Linked DNA regions of Mus musculus: region 1 is linked to region 2. A link is a contact called in public ChIA-PET data. All regions are on one chromosome and are shown on one strand. Each heading gives the region's core, a stretch centred on a gene start, on an enhancer-like site or on the middle of the called end of the contact. The rest is flanking DNA. Distances are from core to core; before and after follow the strand shown. Region 1 holds the start of Trim8 (tripartite motif-containing 8). Region 2 holds the start of BC037704 (cDNA sequence BC037704).

The links. ChIA-PET counts read pairs in DNA pulled down with a chosen protein or histone mark.
Region 1: an RNA polymerase II ChIA-PET map of embryonic stem cells shows a contact between it and region 2, with 5 read pairs. The contact joins the promoter of Trim8 here to the promoter of BC037704 in region 2.

Annotation. Positions count from the first base shown.
Region 1 is chr19:46,499,707-46,504,057 of GRCm38.p6, reverse strand. It overlaps Trim8 (tripartite motif-containing 8), which reads right to left and starts at 2,410. Exons shown (of 6, transcript NM_053100.2): 1 at 1,045-2,410. The coding sequence starts at 1,614.
Region 2 is chr19:43,673,857-43,678,050 of GRCm38.p6, reverse strand. BC037704 (cDNA sequence BC037704) reads right to left here and starts at 2,873. Exons shown (of 1, transcript NR_045645.1): 1 at 881-2,873. Slc25a28 (solute carrier family 25, member 28) reads left to right here and starts at 3,170. Exons shown (of 4, transcript NM_145156.1): 1 at 3,170-3,575. The coding sequence starts at 3,285.

The sequences.
Region 1 (4,351 bases), core at 1,161-3,660, 2.8 Mb before region 2:
CTTCTTCCCGGTGTGACTCAACCCAGAGTGGCAAGGGACCCGAGAGGAACCTGGGAGGAGCCCCCTTCCAGTGAAAGGGACGGAAGTATGCCCCACTCCAGTTCCCTAGCCAGGCCCAGAGGCCTAAGAGGGGGAAGGCGGTTTTGACATTGGCTGCTGCAGTAGGGTGTATACAATGGGAGGGGGTGCGGTTCGTAATCACCCAGCCGGCAGCCCAGGGGAGCCAGCTGCCTGAAACCAGATTTCAACGCGGCTCAACCTTAAACCCACAGGACTCTTTTTCCGTCTTCCCCGTCCCCTCCCTAAATGTGGGAGGGCCGTGTAAGAGGGCAGGGCTGGGAGGAAAGAGCCCAGGGTGAAGAAGTCACATACTTTAAGGTTTGTTCATGCCAGGCGCAGGCAGCATTCAAGTATAGAGAGAGCAGCTTTAGCCTGGGGAGCGTCTACTAGGACGGATTAGAAGAGCCGACAGTCGGGGACTCCTCTGGACACCCAGGCCTTGCCCAGCTAGATGCCAGAGTTCTTCTCTATCTCCGGAAGCTCCCCCCAACCCCCAGAGTGTTTCCAGTAGAGCTGAAAACTAACATGGCTGCTTTGTTTACTTCCTCATTGGTATGCCAGCATCATGGATCATGTCAGCCACAGCAGCGGCACCAGGACACTCATTACATAAACAGCAGCTGGAGAAGCAGGACCGGGGTCACTGCCTTGGTGACTTCCCGTAGAGCTTACAGAAACAATGCGGGGGGCGGGGGGGGGAAACTGCGCAAAACAGAAAAGCAACACTCCAAACTACTTCTAACAGCCTCCCCCCAATTCCATAAATGACTGAAGGAGAGATCTTAAGGGCGCAGGTGCGAGAATGCATCCAGCAGCCAGGGCCTTTCCCCCAGGACCTTGCCCCCCAAACTTTTACGGAAGAGTTTGGAAGAGGGCCTCTAGGCTAATGTCACGAGAGTCAGCTTGTGCGGATGGGTGGCTCCCAAGTCGTGTGTGTGTGTGTGTGTGCGTGTGCGTGTGTTCGCACGCGTTCAGTGTACTTGCCCGTATCTCATTCCTCCGTATCTCCACGTCACACACCGAGTGTCCCTGATGCGCGCCGCTGTAGTAGCAGCAGTACTGGCACACAGCCACCTGCTCGGCCTCGCAGTGGTACAGGCGGTAGGCGTTGTGCTGCGGGCAGCTCCAGGCCCGCACGTCGTCCGCCTCCACCAGGAGGTGCCCGCGGGCGGTGGAGGGCTGCTGCAGGTGCGTCTGCACGTGAGACTGGCAGCAGGGAGCCTCGCAGCGCAGGCAGACCTTCTGTGCCGGCAGCGGGGGGCCGCGGCGACAGAACACGCAGTGCAGTGCCGTCGGCGGCTTCTCCACGTGCAGGGCGTTGAACTTCTCCACGATGTTGGTGAGCTTCAGGTTCTTCTCCAGGCCCGGCTTCTGATTGTAGGCCTGGTTGCACTCCGGGCAGCGCACAAGGCCACTGTCCTTGGCCCAAGCCTCGCCGATGCAGCCCCGGCAGAAGTTATGTTTGCATGGCAGCTGCACCGGTTCCACGAAAACGTGCAGGCAGATGGGGCAGATGAGCTCCTCCTCAAAGCAGTTCTTCCAATTCTCCGCCATGGCGGCTGCGGGCAGGGGGCCCGGGTAGACCTCTCTAAGTCCCCAACCCTGGGGATCCGTCTGGTACAGCTGGGGACCCACCGAGCCCGGAGCTCCGGTCCCCGCCGGCCGCGCCAGTCGCTCAGTCACCAGCGCCTTCCGCGTGCCCGCCCCCCAGAGGAGGGAGCCTGGGTCCTCGCGCCGCGCGCGCCGCCGGCTGCGTCTCCTCCTCCTGGCGAGTGGCTAGCGGGAGGCGGCGGGCTGCGCCAGGGCCGCGGCCCGGGCACCAGCCCTGGAGGAGAGCGCTGTGGTCCAAATTCCATATAACAGGCCGCCTCCGGGGCAGCGCGGCTAGGGCAGCGGCGGCCCACGGCCTGCGCTCGGCCCCGCGGCTGACATCGGGGCGCGCCCCGCGGCGCACCGAGCGGGGGAGCCGCACTCTTCCTTTGGCGGCGACAGTGGCTACCTTCTGGCTGGTGCGAGCCGCGCCTTCCTCGCCTGGATCCCGGCCGAGGTCCGAGGGGGCACGGGAAGCTAGTTCGGCCGCGCCGAGGCTGGCTAGAGCCGGAGCCGGCGAGCAAGGCGCGCCAGCGGTCCCCGGGCCGTGGCGCAGGCGTCCCCCAGCTGGCCGGCCGGCTGCGGGTGGCAGGGCGCGGGCGGGCCGACTCCGGGGCGCTGCGTGCGCGCTGGGGCAGTCATTCAGATGAAATTCCAGTCCCCGGCCAGAGACACCAGCCCGCCTCTGCCTTCCTCCTCCCTTCACAAATAGAAACGGAAGGGGGAGGGAGAGAAGTGGAAAAAAAAAAAAAAAAAAAAAGGCAACCAGAGAGGGAGGGAGGGAGGGAGGGAGGGAGGGAGGGAGGGAGAAGCCCGGGAGGTGCTCCGGCCTGACCCCCTCGTCGCTACTTCTGCGCTCCCTGGAGGCCCCGCGCAGGGCGCCCCCGCCGCGGAGAGACCCCACTCCCTGTCCCCGCACTGGGCGGGCGCCTCGCCTGCGCTGAGGAAAACAAGGATTGATCAAACTAGAAAGGAATTTTTCTCAACTGCTAATGAACAGGAGGCTCGGCTCCCGGCCCTCCCCTCCCCCCGCCCGGCCCTCCCCCTTCGCCCCCCCACCCCACCCCTCCCCCCCACTTTCTTTTCTTCTCGGCCTCTGCTCCGGCCTGGAAGGCTCCGGGCTGCGGTCGGAGCCAGCCTGCGGCGGCGGCGGCGGGGCCAGGCCGAGCCAGCCGGGCCGGGTGCGTCCTCAGCGCCCAGCCATCTTGAGCTCCCAGCGGCCGCGGTGGGGACTGGGGGTCCGGGCGCGCGCTTGAGGGTCCTGTAGCTCGCTTTTCCACCCTCCCTTTGGTGGGATTTTTTTTTTCCTCCAAGGGGAGGGCTGGTGGTCTCCAACAAATTAGGAGAGAGAGAAGGAGAAAAATGCCAAGTCTTGATTTCTCTCTACCTCTGCTCCACCCATCCCGATCCTTTCCAAAAAAAAAAAAAAAATCTTTTAAAAAGATTAAAATTGGAAGAAGTCGGCAGAACGACGAGCGCCTGCTGCCCCCAGCGCTGCCCGGGAGACGCGTCCGGGGCGGGCCCGCGCCCGTCGCTCTGTCCGTGGGTCCGTTTGTCCTCCCGCAGCTTCTCAAGTGAGGGGAGGGCGGGCACTCCGGGCAGGGTCTCCGCTGCGGCTGTCGCTTCAGAGCTTTATCCTTAGATCAAAAAAAAAAAAAAAAAAAAAGAAAAAAAAAAGAAAGAAAAAAGAAAAAAAAAGGGGGGAGAGGAAGAAACCACCCCCCAGCCCGAACACTCATCACAGCCACCTTCAGCCATCTTGCGTGTATTATTTCAAGAATAATCTGTTTAATAGAAATAGCTGCGTCTCTGGCCCCCTTCTCCGCATCCTGGGGTCCCGCCCCCTTTTAATAATAATCTCGATAATAAAAATGATCAGCGGGCCGGGCAGTTAGAAGCTGCTTTTTTTCTGTCTCAGGTCTCTCCGCTTTCTTCCCTCTAAGAAGGGACACTAGGGGCTCACGCTGGGGTTGGGGGTGCGGCCCGCCGGTCCCCGCCACCAGCGCAGCGAGGAAGGGCCTCTCTCGCCTCTGCCTGGAGCAGCACGGGTGGGGGAGAGCCTCGGCCCGCGGGACCCACTGACGGGGCACACTGGGCACACTGTCTCCGGCCCCGGTTCGCAGCTGCCCCGCATACAATGGGTTCGAAGCAGAGTGAAGAGGGCAAGATGGGGGCGGGAGAAGGCAGGAGGATTGCGGCGCTCGGGGCTCCCGGATAAGGGCGATAGAAGAGGAGGGGGGAAGGGGTGTCCCTACATCAAGGCTGGTCCCGCTACTCGGAAAGGGGGCGGGGAGACGGGCGTTGGGGGGGGGAGGCGAGGAGAAAGCGGCAGGCGGCGCCTTTAATCAGCACCCGCTGGCTCAGCCCACCCGGTACGAGCGAAATAAACGGGGAGGGGGGAGGGGAGGGGCGTACTTTCCGGAAGTGCTGTTACAGATGCTTTGATTCTTGGCCCCGCCCCTTTCCCCTGTCTGGAATTAGGGCTGTTCCTGAAACGGCTTAGGCTATTGGTCCCTAAGGCGAGACCCCTCCTCTTTGAGGCGTGGCGAACTTCGTGCTCTCACGTGACTTGCACTAACTTCGGTACATTAAACATTGGGTGATGAGGGAGGGGCTCTAGCCCAGCTCCTTAAAACGGCAATAATGCTGCCAGGCTGTGGGACCATTTTTTTTTTCTGGGCCTCTTCAGCTATAGCTCTTT
Region 2 (4,194 bases), core at 1,624-4,123:
ACACACACACATAGGAGAGGGGGGCAGGAAAGAATATCTAATAGGGCCAAAAAATAAATTTTGCCCTATTAGATATTTCCATTTTAATGGAAACATATTTAAATCGGGAATGACATGAAGTCTACAATTGTGCGTAAAGGAGGGAAAACTTGCCAACACTAGGATCCCTTGACAATTGGGAGGTTATTTTATCCCTTAGGAGTGAATCAGCAAAGTGAAGAGTGGGTGAGGTCACCCTTTCTTTCGTAAAGGTAGGAGTGTTTGAGAAACACGGAAAGAACTGCCTCGCTTCAATGGCTTTTCCAGGAGAAAGATTTTCGTTTTTCTTTAGACTTACTCATTTTAAGTGTATGTGCACCACCTGCACGCTTGTGGTGCAGGGATCAGAAAAGGATGTTGGATCCTCTGGAACTGGGTTTATGGAAAGTGAGAACCACCGAATGGGTGCTAGTGAGCAAACCCAGTCCTCTGTGACAAGTTTTGTGTTTGTTTAGTTTTTAGTTTTTTGAGACAATGTTTCTGAGGTAGCCCTGGCTGTCCTGGGATTCACTCTATAAACTGGGCTGGCCTTGAACTCTGAGATCCTCCTGCCTCTGTCTCTGGAGTGCTGTGACTAAAGGTGAACCTCACCACCACTTGGCTGCAACAAGTGTTCTTAAGCACTGAGCCATCTCTCCAGCTCCTCCATGAAGGCCCAGGACAGATTCCACACAGAGAACAGGAGTCAGCTTCTCTTGGAACTCTTTCCCACATATCCTTCAGAAGGCTTCCTCTATAGTTTCCAGACTTAAAAAAAGTCCCCTCTCCTTTTGTTGACCACCCTATGAGATCACAAGTTCTCATGGTCATCTCTGTGACAGTAAAGACATCAGACTTATTGTCATGTTTGGCTTCAGAAGTCAGCCTCATTTTATTCTCTACCCATTTCATGCAGGGTACAATGTCAGCTGGGGAGCACGGGAGGACCCTCAAGAACAAACCTTTTGAATTTTAAAAGGGAAAGAGAAGAAATGCATTCTAGGGAAGTGCCCATATAAAAGTCAGCTGTGGAAGCAAATACATTAACCCCGAGTAATAAACGTGTCTCCCCCGAGGGTAGTTAGGGTGGTTGTAACCCGTTTCTCCTTCTACAAGGCTCTTCTCCCTATCTTTCATCACTGACCCTTGCTTGCCACTCTCTGTGCCATCCGTCTCTAGGTAGACAGAACCACCCTGCCACACTGCAGTGAGTGGCTGGACATTCCCTAGCTCTCCAATGCCACAAAAACAAGCAAGTAGGCTAGGCAAAACAGAAAGAAGGCCCCTGGGAGGAAAATGAGTTTGGAATGGCAAACTTCTGCACTGTATTAAAGACTGTTAATAAACATTTCCGCCTCCAGGGATGCTCCACTTCAGTAGCTAGCAAGGTGAAAGAGACTTAGAAATCTAAAGGCTGGTATCTGGAGTCTTTCCTGGGGGAGAAAGTTCTAAGGTGTGGGTCACTGTAGGACAATGTAGAGTATTATTTCTCACCATGAGAAGTCATTGAACTGAGATGATCATTTTAGGACCATAAAAAAGTAAATATGATAAGAAGAGACGGGATATAGCAGGCATTGTCATTAATTTGTCAGGGAAGAAAATTGATATTTTAACAGGACTGGGGGGTGGAGGCTTTTTTGAGATCTATTCATCTCTCAGAGAAAAGTGCAGGGTAGCAAGAAGTCTGTATATGATGTGGGGAAGAATTCTTAACCCGAGGTTAACGGAATCTCCTTCACGCTGAAACCCGAAATAAAAAGCAGTTTTGTGTGTGACTGGGGATGGGGTTGGGAACTTAAGAGCTTTATTTTCCAAGAGATCACGACACAAACGTTAGTAACTACTGCCAAAGATTAGTTGAAAGACCCGTCCGCCGAAGGGCTAAGCTTTAGAGAGGAAATGGAAAAGCCTCCAACCGTTCTAAGGAAGCGCTACGAAAAGATGGAAAAGTTTGCAATTGCGTCATCATCTCATTAAAATAGGTTGTAAAGGCAGAGCTAGAAACTGGGGAAGCGTGTGCAAACACGCTGCTGAGAAGGGAGCCTGAGGTAGCCTGCAGAACCAGCGAGCGGAAAGGGGCCCTCGCTCCTCAGTAGAGGCTGAGGCTCGAGAGTCGCTTCAGTGCCCGCTTCTGCTCAAGGTAGTGGCCCTGAGGACCAGACGTCCCTAGCATCGTTTTACAACCGGGGAGCGGTTCTCAAGAAGCAGCAGCTCAGCGGTCCCGGAGAGAGAGAGCGGACAGCCATCAGACCCGGTGGAGTTTATCAGCAAGCGAGCTCGGGATACGAAGTTCAAGTGTATGTCTCGGAACAAGCTCCACTCCCAGGCATCAGCAGTTGCTCTGCCGCGATTGGGATGGTGCTCCAAGACCCTGACACCTGTCGTCGCCTCCGAACCATCCCATTTCGCCTTCTCCTTTCCCAACGCAGAGTCCACCCAATGAGAGCTCATCGGTCCACCCACTGGAGGGTTCACTAGGCGGCTTTGGGTGGGAGGCCCAAGGCGAGCGGATCTGCGCTGATGGCACACCACTCCAGAGCCACCCGAGGCTCACAGCCGATCTCCCCTAGCGGCGGGTTGGGCCGTGCCAGGGGACGCAGGGTCCGGGCTGACTCCGCCCCCGCCTGAGATCCCGCGGGAACAGTCGCACCGTGCTACTCGACACCCGGTGCACGCCAGAGCACGCGTCCTAACGGCAACCGACAGCGGTTTGACCTTGAAGGTCTGGCTGGCACCGCCCCCTCTCCCCGGCAGTCCCGACCGCCACGCACGCCGCGCCGGGGTACAGCCGGGAGCCGGTCCCTGTCCTCCAGGCGCTTCTCTCCACATCCAATGGAAGAACGAAGTGGTTCGGGCCAATGGCCACCGCCAAAGTAGCTAGAGCGGTTGAGCCTATCAAAGTTCAGCTTTACGTTTCTCCCGCCTCCGAAACGCTAGGGGCGGGTCGATCGGGCAAGTCCGCCAATCAAGAGCCAATAAACAAGACGCTTCCAAGATCAAAGGGGAAGGGGTGGGACCTACGGGACTAATGACAAGCTATCTGACGAATAACACAGATACATTTTGGCTCCGTAAAAAGGGGGCGGAGACACGTTAGGGCCTACACCAATGGCTGTCTGGGGGGCGTGTCCTCGGGGCCAAGCGGGAGCCGGAGGCCCCGGGCTCTCTGGGCCGCGCCTGAGGCGGACGCAACGGGGCCGGGGGGCGGCGGCAGTGGTGGCGGCAGCGGCGGCGCGTGTGGGCGCCGCGGCTGGCCGAAGTGGATGGAGTTGGAGGGGCGGAGTGCAGGCGGCGTGGCGGGAGGACCAGCTGCTGGGCCCGGGCGGAGCCCCGGGGAGTCGGCGCTGCTGGACGGGTGGCTGCAGCGGGGCGTGGGCCGGGGGGCCGGCGGCGGGGAGGCGGGGGCCTATCAGCCCCCTGTACGGCTGGATCCGGAGTCCGGCCCGGAATACGAAGCGCTGCCGGCTGGAGCCACTGTCACCACGCACATGGTGGCGGGCGCCGTGGCAGGGATCCTGGAGCATTGCGTGATGTACCCGATCGACTGCGTCAAGGTGAGACCTGGACCAGGCTGCGAACCGGACCTGGGGCTGACCCGACCCTGAACCTTGTTTAGAGCCAGAATCCCAACTGAGACCCAGAGCTGATAGGTTTCTTCCTGGCTCCTACCTCTACACACGGTTTGAGCCAATACTCCGTGCAAGCAAAGTCCTGGCTGGTAGATGAGCTCAGTCAGGAACCAGGACTTACTTCTAACGGTCAGTGAGGCGAAGCAAAAATCTTGTCAGCCAAAGACTTGATCCCGATTGGGACTAAGCAGGGATGGGATGGGATTGGGGGGGGGGGATCCCGAAGCACAGGTAAGTCTATAACAAACCAGCTGGCATGAAATCAGACGGTGAACTCTATCCGATAGCTTGGGTTGAGATGTGCTTCGGGTCGGCGCTTTCACAAGCTCCTTGCTGCGTCTTTCCTTTAAAGTGACGGGGCAGGAACCGGAATCTGGGATCTCTCAGCTAGATAAAAGTACGTATTAAATCTTAACCTGGGAGTGGTTGAAAAAAAAATCATTGTGCAGTCAAAAGTGAGAGTTCCAGACTGGAATGGATGTGGGAATAAGGCATGTTAAGAAAAACGGTTTCGGTTTCTCTGCGAGGCAAGATTGGTAGCCCA